Regions from separate parts of the Mus musculus genome. Here all the other regions are linked to region 2. A link is a contact called in public Hi-C data. All regions are on one chromosome and are shown on one strand. Each heading gives the region's core, a stretch centred on a gene start, on an enhancer-like site or on the middle of the called end of the contact. The rest is flanking DNA. Distances are from core to core; before and after follow the strand shown.

Region 1 (4,758 bases), core at 307-2,806, 180 kb after region 2:
CCTTCTGGAGCTTTAATGAATACGGCTTTTCCATAGAGGATCCAGACATAGCTGGAGACACACCACACTCTTAACAGCTTGTACAAGAATCTTCAGATTATAACCTGCGTGCCCTGGTGGGTGCTCTCACCCTGGGGCGGTGCCCTCTGCAGTCTTCAAAGTACTTGAGAATAACGTTACAGACTAGGTGTGAATGTTCCAGAGAAGGAAGCTGCTTCGGCATGTTGGGTACGAAGCTCCTGGGGTAGCGTCCAGTGCCTAGAACAGGACCTAGTATGTGGGTGCTGGCTGACAGCAGCAGAGCTTAACCGAGGCTCCCTACAGTGTGGAAAGTGGGGACCTACCCCCCGGCCTTCAGACGAGGGCAGAAGGAGGCTTACCTTCATTGAGTTCTCGCTCCCTGCTGGGAGTTTCCCTTCTGTGTGCTGACCACACGCAATCCTCACAACAGCCTTAGGATAGAGTCCCTCCTCCTTGAACAGTCACATCAGCACTAAGAGTGTACACAGAGGAAGTGGACAGCTGTCTGCCCCACTGCCTACTCTGTCGTCTCCCAAACTTGCAAGGTCACATATTTCATTCCTTCATGTAGTAACTTATCAGTCCAGAGGATTCCAGGAGCCCTGGGAATGCGTGTTTGTAAAATTCATTTAAATTCATTAAAGTCATTCAACTTACATGACTTCTCATAGATTCTTATCATCTGGGCCTTGGAATGGTCTATATAATCATTGGTTCCCAGAGGATTTTCTGTGCCCTTAATTTCAGTGACTATCCACAGTTTTTTCTTGGCAGGAGTATGTGTAGACATCCCAGTTAGCTCAACAGGACTGTCCCAGCAGCCAGTCCACCATAACGAGCATGGCTGGTGCAGGCCTGGAGACGTCTACCCATATCGGACACAGTGTGTTTTGTGAACCAAGTGAGGTGTAGAGGAATAAAGTCCTCTGCCTTCCTGCAGCCTTAATGGTCTGCTGTGCAGGCTCCCTGGTGACTCAGGAGTTGTTCCTGAAATCAGCGTGGCAGTGTGAGACAAGATGTCCTGCGTGTGCCAGTGGTGGTTTTTAGGGGCATCCCAGTGCAGCGTCTGTCCATTGTGAAGTAGTGTGGTCGTGAAGCAGTACTATGGTTCAGTGAGCAGCGCACTACATGGGTCAGAAATGACAGTGTGACAGAGTCACATACCTTGAGGCAGACCTGCGTGATAATCACCAAGATTGCTTTTTCCACCCGTGTTTCAAAGCCGACATGAAGAATGAGCCCTCGCCTGAGTCACTGTTTTAACCTGGCTTAATAGAATTTCCTTTTTCCAGTTTCTTTGCGTTAGGGTAATAGACAGAATGGTCGTTAAAGTTAGAGGCTTGGTAATCAAGCGAGGTGGCATTCTGTGGCTAATCAGCCTTGTCTCCTGCCTGTGCCGGCTTGTGTAGGCTGGCGCCTTGGCTCTCGGGTGGCCGCTATGAGCACACAGGCTGGCCCAGAATAGGACACAGCCCTGCCTGCAGGCTCTGCTAGGATAGCTTTCGCCATGGCGTGGTGCTTTGGTTTAATCATTGTCAGAGGTCAGAGTTGAAAACTAAAACCCTAGACGCTTGTGGAATGTGCGTCTAGGTGTAGTTACTCATTGTGTGGTGTGTCCTTTGCTCCCCTTGCACGTCACTCCTGTGTGCCTGTGGACACTGCTCTCGACAGCCTCCCGACCCAAGGAAAGAACCGCAAGGACTTTCCAGTACACTTCCACCTGTGGCCGCCCTCAGCTGTGGGTTAGAAATAAACACTGGACCTACATACTAGAGTGCCTGGCCTGGCTCAGACGTGGGCGTGAGCAGTGTTGCTGTTTGAAAGTGAAATCTGAAGCTCTAGTAACTCTTGGGTTGCTTAGTTTCAGCTTTCCACATGGAATAAATAAAACAAAATAAAACAAAAGGGAGGTGAGGTTCCGCCCTCTGAGATACAGACTCTTTAAAGAGGATTTTTATTATTCTGAACCTAGTTTCATGAGAAAATATGTTGAGATAAATAAGATCAAACAATCAAATGATGCCAGTGGGGATGAAAGCACATACGTTCCTAGTGTAGCCATTGGGGTATCTTCTATTTTAAAGACTGCTTGTCTCTATTTTTAGTTCCACCAGAAACATAATTGTTGGCACAGGGTTGGAATGTATTGTCGGTGCATGCCTGTGATGTCATCATTGCAAGTTACCCTCAAAAACTAAGCCAGAGCCCCAACTCAGCCCGTGACCTCCGCCCTCAGCTACAGAAACAGCTGTATTCCTGTCGAGCCTTTGCTGAGGAGCTGGGCTTCCACAGGGACTCAAGTGGGGAACGTGTTGCAGTGATCATTTTTCTAAAATTCCTAGTAATTTCTCAGTGTTCTACAGCAGAGAACAGGACCCCGTGTGACTGACTTCAGATTGGCTTCTCTTTGAAGTAGGGCTTCCTCACTGTCCATGGGCTGATGGTATAGCTTTAGGTCTCTCTGTAAGAGACGCCGTTACTGTCATTACTTCACGCCTTAAGGAATCAAGACCTCCACCAGTCTGTTACTCCTTCAAGGTATGCTTCATGGATGATCACGTTAGAGACTGTTGCCATCTTGTGTGGGTAAATGATGTCATTTGTGAGCATAGAGGTGCTCTGCTGTGAGGATGTCATGCCTAAACAATGCAGTGGAAATCCAGTATACAAGTTCAGATACTGGTATTTCTAGACATGGCTTAGTCCTGAAAGAATTTCCTTGCTATGCATTTTAAAGTGTTTGTAGATGGATTAATATATTTTTATGCAATGTATTTTACACTTATTTCTAGACCAAACTCTTCAGTGGCTTCTTCAAGTGCATTATTGGGTGGATAAGAGCTTGACGGCTTCACTAACTCGAGGAGCGTGGAGCCAAGCGTCTGGGAAGCGTGTGTGTTCCTACTGTACTTGCAAACCTAAAGCTCTTCCAAAGCTTTGTACTTTTTTTCCATGAAACAGATTAAATATTTTTCTCTCCAAAGTTGTGTTTCTGTCTTGAATATTCTCTGTATTTTAAGTATATCACTGATTTTACTACTTGGAAACTTGTAAGCTGGGGCTGGATAAATGGCTTAGTGGATAAAGCTTGGAGTTTGGGGTCTCTGCACCACATAACCACTGAGCTTGTGTGGGTGACCAGAAATTAGGATCCTCTCATGGAGTTTTTAGTCTCATTTATCTGGGGGTTTAGAAATGGATTCAAATGGAAGCATTAGGACAACTTTATTAGCGGCTAAAGAGAAACCTCAAAGGGGCAAGCTGTGAGCCTTAGCAGCTGCCTGGAGGAGGGAGGAGGACAGAAGGAGAAAGCCATGGATGCTCGCATGGAAGGCACGCACATGGAGGGGAGGAAGCAGTAGAGAAAGCAAGGAAGCCCAAGATGCTGAGGAAAGTGATAGGAAAAGCATCCCTAGAACGGAGAAGAAAAGGAAAAGCTGTTCTTGGGCAATTCAAAATAGCACACAGATGCAGGCTTGGACCTTTTTCTGACTATGGCTCCTAAGCTGCTGCAGTAGGGGCAGGGACTCTGGGAAGTAAGAGGTGTAGTAGCATCATATTAAAGCTCTAATGATTCCATCCAACTCTTCAGCATGTCTTAAGGTAAGCCACCTTCCTGGGCCTGGAAGTCAGAGTGATTGAAGCAGCCCACCTGGAATGTTAGGTCTCTACCCAGGTCCAAGAGTCTGTTCTCATAAGTAGGAAAAAATTTTTAAAGATTTTATTTATTTAATGCGTATGAGTTTACTGTAGCTGTCTTCAGACATACCAGAAGAGGGTATCAGACCCAGCTACAGATAGTTGAGAGCTACCATGTGTTTGCTGGAAATTGAATTAGTCAGAAGAACAATCAGGGCTCTTATCCTCTGATATACTCGGCTGCTTAGGAACCTATTTATAACAGAAAGGCTCATTACTTTAGCCAAGGTACACAGGGATACCCAGGCACGGCAACTGCATTTAAACACTGAGTGTCCGTTTCCACCCAAGTCTGAGGGGAAGTGCGGGGTCGTGCATCCAGAGGCCCTGTGGATGACACCAAGTCCTAGCCAAGTGCATGGGAGCCAGTAGATTCTCAGGCTCTCCAACTCTGTCAACAGTGAAGTCTTGACCTGCAGTCCTAGGGTGTCATCTCATGGTAGTGCAGATCGCCGACAAAACTGGGTTCTTTTCTTTTTGAGACAGCTCTCTAGGTCTGACCTAGAACTCAATGGTCCTTCTGTCTCAGCCAGAATAATACAGTAGTCACTTGCAGAAACTGATTCAGTCCAATGTTTGTGTACATACACAAAAATGTTTTAGCACATAAAACAAGACAAAAAACCAACAAATATTAACGGCCTAAATATTTGCCGGTAGTGAGATATTAAGGAGCAGGTCATCCATCGAGGAGACTAAACCAGTTATGGTTAATATAACTATGGGTGTGTGCTTGCACTTAAACATCTTCAGACAACATGTTTCAGAATACATATCATATTTTTGCTTTTCAAAATTAAGCATGCATGCACATATGTGCGTTTATAAACAGACTTTGCTTTGCAGTTATAGAAGACTATAAAATTGTGCAAGCCAGAAGTCATAGCATACACCAGAATTCTATGATGATGAGAGACCAAGGCACAAGAACCACAAGATTAAGGCCAACCTTGGTTTAAACAATTATTGGGGTTGGAGTTTTAGCTCAGTGGTAGAGTGTTTGCCTAGCAAGTGCAAGGCCCTGGGTTCGGTCCTCAG
Region 2 (4,811 bases), core at 516-3,015:
AGTCAGTGCTCTTAACCACTGAGCCATCTCTCCATCTCTCCTGGGGTTCTGTTTGTTTTTCAAGACAGGGTTTCTCTGTGTAGCCCTGGCTGTCCTGGAACTCACTTTGTAGACCAGGCTGGCCTCCAATTCAGAAATCCACCTGCCTCTGCCTCCTGAGTGCTGGGATCAAAGGCATGCACCACCACTGCCCTACAGTCTCAGGGAATTTGGAAGCCCATCATCACTGGGTGCGGGTGCTCTGGGGAGTGTGGCTGGCCCCTCAGGATATCCCTAGCTACACAAGCGGTGCCTTCTCTCCCCATCCATCCCTTATCTAAGGCTTCACATCAGGTAGGATAGTGGCAGGAGACAGTAGCACTCCACAGCTGTCCCTAATTAAGAACTGAATTACCCAAGATACTCTTGAATGTAGTGTTTGTTCGTGTGGCTGTGTCTGTCTGATGGCAAACGTTTGTCAGGGAATCAATGTCTAGTGTCGTTAGTGCTCGCTGCCCTTCCCGTTCAGTGTTGAACCCCAAACCTTCCTTTCCTTTTAAGTTAGGGGGCGAGGGGTTCATATCAGCAGCAATCATCAACCGACCAATGGGATCTACTTAGTGGGGACTGGATTTGGCCTGATCACACCACAGTGTGGCCATTTGGGTTCTTGTAGAGATTGCCTCAGTTTCTACCATCCCCCCAGCAACTGCTTCCTACCTGATCGAGAGAGACCTGGAGACCCCTGGTTGGAGGTCACTGGGTCATTCTGAAGTGGGGTGGGGGGGGTTTGAGGGCCCAGGGGCTGTCACTGCTGTGGGCAGTCCTTGCCCCTTGTAGATCCAGCCTTAATGTTTGACATCTCAGGAAACGCAGACCCTGCACAAAGTGTATATCAGAGCGATACTGTGAGGAGTAACAAGCATAGGCTTACCAAAGGGAATGAGCTAGCACATCACGTCTGCCTGTTACACTGATCTGAGTGCACCCTTACAAAACTGAATGTACCACAGATCTGGGACAGTTTTGGAACTTGTATGCACCCTAGCAGCTTGTGTGAATTTTTATACCAGCACTGTTTTATTAATTATATAAAATAGAAAAATAGAAAGAAAAAAAAAGAGCCGAATTACCCACTCACTCCCACTGTAAGGCTGGAAGAGTTCTCAGAGCCCGTGCTGGGAAACCTCATCCCCCCCACCCCCCCAAATGCCTGGTGTCCCCAGAGTTAAGCCCTTCACGTCCTCTTGCCCTTTTGTGTTGTGACCACTAGATGGCAGAGCCACATTGTTTTATTCTATTTTGGTACCACTGGCCTTTAATATTCCAAACTGTCCTTTACTTAAAGTTCATATATTAAAATGTCTCTCTAACTTTCTGATTATTAAAAAGCATTTATGAAACACAGAAAAACACAAAAGGAAAAATAACAAAGAGTTTAGGACTCGTAAACCGTGACTCCTAAGCCCTCCAGAAGAAATCACTAAGGCAGTCTCCATTAAATATGAATTACAGTTGATAGCACAAGGCCCGGTGCCCTCAAGGTCCTGAACGGAGCCCTCTCTGAATGCAACAGTGACCCTTGAGCAGCTGGAGGCCATTAGCGGCCATTAGCTGTCTGTGAGCCATGCAGTCTCTGCCTGGGCCGTGAGTTAAATTTTTGTAGAATGCTTGGGCGTATCCTCAGAAAATAAAATGTATAAAATGCTGAGCGTAGGACTAGGAGCCTGGAGAGGATGGGGAAGGAAGCCTGAAGAGGAACAGAAATTTGAGGGCATCGCCAGGGGGCGCTGGAGGGCAGGCAAGATGAAATGGTTCTGCCTGGAAAATTGGGTAAGCCACCAGATAGGCATGGAATGGTCTTGATGGAGTGAACACTGGAAGTCACTGGGGGTGCAAACCAAGAGCGGTCTGCCCACCCCCGGAAAACACTGCATTCTAACATGTCACTTGCCAAGTCAGAAGCTCAAGTGAACGTCACACAAGGTCAGAATTCAAGGAAACACTGCGGAGTAGTGAACAGACTTCACCCAGTTGTCAGTCCCCTAGGCTTCTCTGGCCCTCCCTCGTCCCCGGCTGAGAGTCTCCGTGCCCATCTGAGGCAGAGGACAGGAGCAAAGGCTGCCTCTCTGAGTCGGATAAACTCCTTTCTGCAGGCTCGAGTCACGTGGCCCTTCCATCCTTCGTCCCCTAGGGAGTGTTTAGTAAATGGCACTTGGTTATAATTCTTTTTCCCATCCTGTAGTCTGGGTTTCTCCACGAGCATGTGTTATATATAAACAGCTCCCTATTTAAAAATGTGTTGCTTGTGTAATTATAAGAGCGATCAGGTGGCTGCTGCCTTCGCTTAGGGGGAAAGAAGGGAGCTCCAAGGGAACAATGCTTGTAATTAATAGACGAGAAAGACGAGGCCGAGCTGTCCCCCCCACCCCTCCCTTCCAAGGGCTGTGTGCTAAATCAAGCATGCTGGAGCCTGTTCCTGCGCAGGCAGAGGCACCGCTGATCAGAAGGTGCCGGGACTGAGCACCCTAAAAGATCAGAACTTTAAATTAAACCCAGAGCATTTAGTTTTCAGTATAAAAACCTTCCCCTTGAGCTCTAGCGTACTGGGCGCCTGCGTCCCAGTTTTATTTTAAAGTTATAAAGATTTGTCAACAAATTGGACTTCCAAAAATGCCAGTGGAGGTTTGGTGGACTCAGACAGGCTCTGCTCACGTCCTGGCCCGGTCTCTCACTCACCATTTGGGAGACTGTGGAAACCGCAAGGTTATCTTAACCTCCATTTCTTCATATTCTTCCTGTGCACTGGGTTGAGAATTTAATAAGGAGACTCAGCTTTTTTACTTCTCGAATGTAGCTGATGAGGAAGAGATGGCCTCTGGAATGAAGACCCCCCCCTGACGAGGTGATTGTGATTTGTCAGACTCATTTCTGTATGAAGAAGAAGAATACTCTATTCCCGTTGTCACCAGCAAAGGTGAGGTCGCCCAGCAGGTCCTCGGTGGTGAGGTTGCAGGCCCAGCTCGGAGCACAGTGTGCCCAACCATTCGTCAACCATAGGTCAACCCATACATCCACCATCCATCAAATGTCACTCACAGCTGCAGACGGAGCGGTTCAGGACTGGAGATGGTGAGCCCTTCTGGGTCCTACAGTCATCCACACACATTACTGTCTTCCACACTGCCTGTCTGTGGTATTTGAAGACAATTCTCCGCACCGTTTCCTCCCCTGAATGATTTTTCCTGAAGTCTTCTGATGATTTTTATTGTTGTCGGTCTGTCTCCGCCTCCTGTTTTGGTCAGGGGAAAGGAAGGAAAGAGACACGGGAAGGTTAGTTAATGTTTGGAGAAAGGAATTTGCTCTTCTCTTTTAACTCTTGGAATGTACGTCGCTTCTCTGCATCTGTCCTTCACACACTGTGAGAAGAGCTCTGTTAACAGTAGAGGATGGCAGGTAACCACAGGGACACTGTGGCCACCACCTGACTGTCACCTGCTTCCCCTTTCAGTGCCTGTAACACTCGTCGAGCCCTGGGGCAGCCATCAAGCAGTTTGCGTCCCGTGCCTTGGGTCCTTTCATGCACACTTTTTTCCCAGTTGCATTTGGAAGGTTGAAACTGGGAAATGTGATCACTTCTGGAAAGTGATTTCTTTATGCAAAACCCCCCTGGCAACCGGTCTTCCCCGAAGATGAAAGGACTTTGTAAACCCTGTCTGCTCATCCTAACCCTAGCCTAACTACCTTTGGAAGAAAGCCAACCTCATGAGCCTGGATGGACTGGCAGATTCCCCAGGAGCAATCGTCTTAGTTTTGCTCACTTACAAACCAATGTTGCTCGAAGCCTGGCACTGGGGTCAACCAACTGTCCATGTGTGTGAACATGCTTGGGGTAGCATTCTCACTTAGTCCATTCACAGAGCTCTGCCACACTATTCTGTGAACACTCTGCTGATGACCGTTCATTCGGCCACCCACCTGCTGCTCATTGTTCTTGAAGATAGCCTTCTGGCTTCGTGTGTGTGTGTGTGTGTGTGTGTGTGTGTGTGTGTGTGTGTGTGTGAAGTCTGGTCCTCCAACACAGACCCCGTGGTCACTTCCCCTCTGGATCTAGTACTTATCACTCTGTCCACAGGGAGCTGTCCCTGGGATGTGGGGGCCTCAGTGTGGAGGCTGGTCATTTCTGCCTGTCAGCAGGGAAGCCAGAGGCCAGTGTGACCTTCCCAGCCCCAGCCTGAATGTCCTATGGAAAACTCCAGCGGGCAGCTCACTGCTGATTCAGGCCTGGGCCTTCAGGGCTGCCTTCTGTGCCAGCCTCCCGTCGCCAGCTGAGCGCCAACCATGTTGAGTTTTTACTACTACCGAGAAGAAGGCAACTCACTCCCTGTGGTCTCGGGAGGAAGCCTGGTCTTACAGAGGGGACTGCTTCCAGACGGGGACACCAGGTACCTCCCTCTCTGCTCTCCCCGTCCAGCACCCTGGTCCGCCTTTGCTGTGGTATGAAAAGACTGTGGGAAAGCCCCTCTGCTGGAATGTTCAAACCCTGACTGAACCATCCCCAAAATATTTAGACAAAGCAGCTACAAAAGCCAGAGCCCGGTTCCAAACGCAGCAGCAGCAGCAGCAGCAGGGAGCTGTGTGCCCGCTGATGTGTTTACTGTGTGCTGAGCAATGTCTGCAGGACAGGCTACTGGGAATCCTATTCAGGGAAACACTTCAGAAAATAAATAGGCACGGGTTTGTGTGCTTATATTCCCTTCCAAATGTAGAAAGGGATAATTCACATTTCGAGCAGCTCAGGGGATCTGTAAGAGGATAAAAACCTGTATTTA
Region 3 (5,093 bases), core at 1,877-4,376, 220 kb after region 2:
TCAAAATTTTGGAACGTGGGTGAATTTGAAAATGGGTAGTTATTTATTTTATTTTATTTTATTTTTTAAAACTTTCCTCTTAGGGTGGGGGATTGCCAAGGGAGTCAGAAGCAAACAGCTCCCATGGGTGTACTCAACAAGAGGTTGGAAACTGCCTTTGAAGCACACACACTTAAAATTATTTAGAATTATAACAAAATATATACGATATAACATTTGCCACCACCAGTGTTTCAATATTCAGTTCCATCATATTTACTACATATTCCAACTGTTGGGCAACAGATATACAGAACTTGTTCATGACTCATTCCTTCTCAGACCCCTGGAAACCACTGTTCGATGTTGTTTCTGTGAATTCGTTTATCCTGGGTACTTCCACTCCGTTGGATGATAAGATGTGTGCCTTTGTGCTGAGAACAAACATATTCTGTTCCTGTCGTGTGTCCATCATTGAATCGTTCTGATGTAGGGAAGCAGGAGCGTGCCATGGTTTACTGGCACCGTGACTCTACCAAACATTGGACAGAGGTTACTTAAGGGAGAAAGGGTTCAGGGGATAGCGCCCATCATGAAGTCAGAAGCCAGGAGGGCCAACAACCTTCATGTCCCACCCCTCAGTGAAGCATTGCTTCCCAACTAGGCCCCATCTCCTCCTGAAGGCTGCACAAGCTCAGGCCAGAGAAGTGGCTCAGCATATAGACATGCTTACCGCACAAGTCTGACCACTAGAGTTTGATTCCTGGAACTCAGGGCAGAAGAACAGGCTTCGGAATGTTGTCTGCTGACAACTACATGTACATCATAGCGGCTTGCTTGCACTCCACCCCAACACCACCACACAGTAACAACAACAACAACAGTTTAAATAAAACATTCAAGCATACGAACCTGTGGGAGACATTTTGCATCCAGCCATAAGAACCCCATCACTAGGAGATAGATGGCCAATCCGGGAGAAGCCAGACCTTGTCTAATGGCTCCTTGCATCACCCCAGCCCGTGGCACAGCTGCCTGATCCCACATTTCTATTCTGGTCTTAACTTTCTTCCCTAGCCAGTGCTTCATGGACTAATTGCCACATCGGGATCTGGAACAAAAATATTCCCATGAAAGTGCTAACAGCTGACAGCATAATAAAGCACATTGTGTTTCAGCTTCATGGTTCCATCCACTGAATCTCTAAGGGAGAGTTTCAGACTATGGTCATGGTCTGGTAAGGGACAGCCCATCTGCATGGCCCTTCACGTGTCTGCCCTGCCTTGCGCTATAGCCTTAAGTCTGCCTCAAGCCTGTCAGTGATGGAGGCTCTTATGGGTTGGATGTGAAATTTGTGTGTCTGAAGTTTGTTCCCAGTTAGTGATACTGTTTTGGAGTCTTCTTTATTCAGTTTTTTTAAAATTTGTTATGGTGTGTGTGTGTGTGTGTGTGTGTGTGTGTGTGTGTGTGTGTGTCAGTGTAGGCACAGGCATGTCCTGGTGTGTATGTGTAAGTCATAGGACAACATTAGGGAGTCAGTTCTCTCTTTCAGTTGTTGGTTCCAGGGATCAAAATGGGTCATCGGGTAAGGGATTACCCCTTAGGAAGAATCCATTCATTGAAGTCAAGGCACGTGTACTCAAGACCTGCCTTCCTGCTTGATGCCTGAGTGGAGACACTCTGACTTGCTTCTGCCAGACAAGCTAAACCTCTAAAAGGAACTAAAGAAGAGGGACTACCATAGGGCAACTATGGACCATCTATGACGCCAGCTAAAAGTCCTTCCGACTGGAGGCTCTCCAGAACCATCGCAACTTGGATTCCTGCACTGTTTTACAAAAGTATCTTCTATTTTGCCTGATGTAATTGTCATCACAGAGGCTTACTGCTAAGTAACCTCCCCCTCTCTAGTTCTTTCTAAACTCTGACTGGCTGTTTCAACTCAGCTGCTCTGGCTTGAACTCCTCTCCAAGCTGACTGATCCAATCTGGCTTCTCTCAGCTTCTCACGGAATTGCTCTGCTTGGCCTCAAACGAACTCTGGCAATCTGTTCTAATCTTCTGGCTCCTTCTTATTCTCTGGCTTCAACGGTCTCTGCTAACCTACACTGAACTGCACAGACTCACAGACTCAATTCCTTTGCACTGCCTCCCAACTGACTGACTCTCTCTCTCACTGTGCTATTCTCAAATAGCCTCTTTCCTGTGCCGTTCCTATCATAGTTGGGCATATCCTATCTCTGACCGATTCTGTCAAATCTTTCTCTGATCGGTCACTTTGTCTGGCCCTCATTAGACAACCCTTTCAAACATGGCTGCCTTCTTCTACAAACCAATTTTACCTTAAATAATGTGTACTAAGGGCACATCTATTCCAGCGAGAGGGATCAACGGTGTGTGGTGTGTTTACATTCCAGTCAGATCTCAAAGATCTAGGTCTTTGGATGTGATCCCTTGCCAGATCAGCCATGTTGCTGGAATAAAATTCTTCTACATTATTTTAAGTCCAGGGCCAGAGCAGAGCCTGAGACAGGATCCCCAGACATGTGAGTTGTGAGGGAGACAGCCTTTCATAATGGTGAAGAAAGGAGGAGCTAAGGCAGGTTTTTCAGATAAAGCTGAGTTGTGACCTGAGGCCACTGGAGCATTCTCAGGTGGTTGCCATGACATCATTTGGGGCAAGAGAGGCCTCTGAGCTGACTCATCACCTGGCTACCACTTCCCTTAGTGGGGCTGACTTCTTACATCACATCATCTTGGGAGGAAGGCCCTGCATGGTGAGAGAGAGTGGCTAGCTATCTTCTGCAAGAGTGTAACATCTGCATGACGCGCGTATGCAAACCACCCACAGGCTAGTGATCTGAAGTGGTTGCTTCTAGAGACAGAAATAAACTACAGTCCAATTAGGAAGAGGTTTCCTGGCTTTGAGATGATTCCAGCAAAGAACTTTCCAGTGTGAAAAGGGAGTCTGGGACTTAAGGTAAATAACGATTTACCAAAAGGCAGCTTGAGAGTAGACATGAAAACATGCGCATAGCGCTTCTTTAAAAACCAGAGAAAAATAACTGTATGTGTGAGCTGGCTGCCTGCAAAACCCCATATTGTGAGACTCCCTCTGATGAGAATCAGCACCAGGCAGACAGTTAAACATTTAGAATCTTCTTGGATGGGTTACAGCTCTGCCGTTTGCATCTGTTTTTGCTTCACAGTCTGCTGGGACAGGATGAAGTTTTTTTTTTTTTTTTTTTGGTATATATTATTTTTTATTTGACAGATTTGTCCACCTGTCTTTGGAGCCTGTGGTCATTTAGTAGGTGGTGGGGGTGAGGGTGTGGAGGGGTGGGGGTGGAGGTGGGGGTGATCTGGTTGTGAATGCCTTCATCCAAGCCATTCATTCCAGAGGTTAGGGGCCCCTTACCCTGCCCTGCAGCTCCTATAGCAAAGAGAATGGCTCACAGAAAACTTGACTAATGATTGTCCAGGTTTTGTTGCTGCTGTTGTTATTGTTGTTGTTGTTGTTGTTTGATTGCTTGATTTACGATCTTCATGGGATACACAGTGGCCGGCCTGCTGTGACATTTGAAATAGCTTAAGAGTTTAGGGATGACTTGTGCTTGAAGATCTGAGAGACAGTGGCTGTTTGTTGACAAAGTGGGTGGCGTGTTAGGATAGGACGAGATCATTGGAGATGCTGTGGCAAACAACATGAAGCCAGAATGAAGGTATAGGTGTGGCCACTGTCATAGTGGGAACCTTGATCATCACATCCGGGCTTCCCTTTGCTCTTTCAGAACTTACGGGAAACAGAGCAGCACAGACTCGTGTGGTAGAATCCTCTCTGCTTCTTCATTACTGAATACCAGGCCTTGCCACACTTTAGTCAGCCCATGGTGACTGGGGCTTCTCAATCTCCAGGAGTCAGCATCTAAGGGTACACAACATTTTGGGGTACTAGGGGCCAGCCAGTGAGGACCCTAAATCACAGGAATCAAGGAGTCTACTCTGCCAAAGTTCACTGTCAACTGTCTCATGGCCTCAACAAAAGCACCTCTAAACAGTCATAAGGTGCTAGCACTGGGGGGCCCAGGGGGAAAGACTTTACGATCTTCAAACCAAGGCAGGCCAGGTTGGTGCCATGGGGAGATTGTGACCTGCCTCATCCAGCCTCACACACAGGTGCTAAAGGGACACTCTGGATCCCTCTAGGATCTCTCAAGGACTTTGGGGACCAGAGGCCTAGCCTAATGTAACCCCATCTGCTACAAGGAGACCCAAACCCAACAGAGAAAGTCCCCTTTCTAAGAAGCACAGTGATTCTAAGTCCTTCCTCCCCAGCCTTCTTGCTAGAGGCACGCCCCTTGTGTTATCATCTCTCATCTGTCACTGCTCCGCAGTAAGTGCTAGGCCTGGCAGCCATTTGTTTTCAGACCCCGTTCTCTTCAATCCCACCCTCCCAGCTTCTCTGCAAGGCCCTTACCCTACCTGTATGTGATCTGGGATGGGGGGCAGACTGGGGACAGCCACTGTTTACCTTGTTGAGGCAGAGGACAAGGTGGCTTCCTTTGTTGGCTGTTGCTAGTTGTTAGGAAATAAAACCCTGGGATTGGCAAGGAGGCTATAGAAATGGACAGAACCACCTTCCGTGGAGGTAGTCTCAGACTGCAGACAATGAGACAGAAAAATGACAAAGCGGGCATTGTTCGCCTGCAAGCTTCTGCATCTACTGCCTTTCATACACCGGTCTGAGGAGGCCTTGCTCCTGACCGGCTCTCCCTTCTTGTGTTCCGTTTTCTTGCCTCCTGTTCTCTGTCTTTGGCCTCTGTCACTCATAGCTGTCCTTATAACTGATTCTAGCTGTAGAATGTCTTCTGTCTGTCTGTTACCTTTTTCTTCTTCCTTCTGTTCTCATCTGTTGCACAAGTGAAGTGCACTCACTATACATACATGTATATGTGCGCTCTCATACCGGATTACAGTCACAGAACCGCAGAGCGCCACAATAGAAACATGCACACGCTATACACACATATACAGACGTGATGGAGTACAACTCTTCCAGTCCTACACAGTTCACATAGTCATACACACACACACACACACACACACACACACACA

What was found. A called contact is a pair of places that touch in the nucleus more often than the background predicts.
Region 1: a contact with region 2 is called in a Hi-C map of uterus, with 4 times the contacts expected there. The contact joins two enhancer-like sites. A contact is called at or near these places in 12 of 484 Hi-C or Micro-C datasets (B cells, the G1E-ER4 cell line, bone marrow-derived dendritic cells and 7 more), 2 of 115 datasets of contacts at active chromatin or transcription factors (cardiomyocytes and embryonic stem cells) and 3 of 9 other capture datasets (adipose tissue, embryonic stem cells and pancreatic islet).
Region 3: a contact with region 2 is called in a Hi-C map of cerebral cortex, with 2.8 times the contacts expected there. The contact joins two enhancer-like sites. A contact is called at or near these places in 1 of 15 datasets of contacts at CTCF or cohesin (large pre-B cells), 1 of 484 Hi-C or Micro-C datasets (cerebral cortex), 3 of 115 datasets of contacts at active chromatin or transcription factors (VIP interneurons, astrocytes and kidney) and 2 of 9 other capture datasets (adipose tissue and pancreatic islet).

What each region holds. Positions count from the first base shown.
Region 1 is chr19:56,600,500-56,605,257 of GRCm38.p6, forward strand. It overlaps a transcript of Nhlrc2 not described here. Among named protein-coding and RNA genes, the nearest start is that of Nhlrc2, 55 kb to the left of the region's middle. Within about 2 kb of position 1,557, at least 41 of the 459 cell types and tissues checked have an H3K27ac peak or open chromatin away from gene starts, as enhancers often do. A contact at or near this core is called in uterus, where this site is marked.
Region 2 is chr19:56,421,441-56,426,251 of GRCm38.p6, forward strand. All of the region lies in intron 2 of Casp7 (caspase 7), which reads left to right. Among named protein-coding and RNA genes, the nearest start is that of Casp7, 27 kb to the left of the region's middle. Within about 2 kb of position 1,766, at least 44 of the 459 cell types and tissues checked have an H3K27ac peak or open chromatin away from gene starts, as enhancers often do. A contact at or near this core is called in cerebral cortex and uterus, where this site is marked.
Region 3 is chr19:56,644,830-56,649,922 of GRCm38.p6, forward strand. No RefSeq gene overlaps it. Among named protein-coding and RNA genes, the nearest start is that of Gm32441, 17 kb to the right of the region's middle. Within about 2 kb of position 3,127, at least 19 of the 459 cell types and tissues checked have an H3K27ac peak or open chromatin away from gene starts, as enhancers often do. A contact at or near this core is called in cerebral cortex, where this site is marked.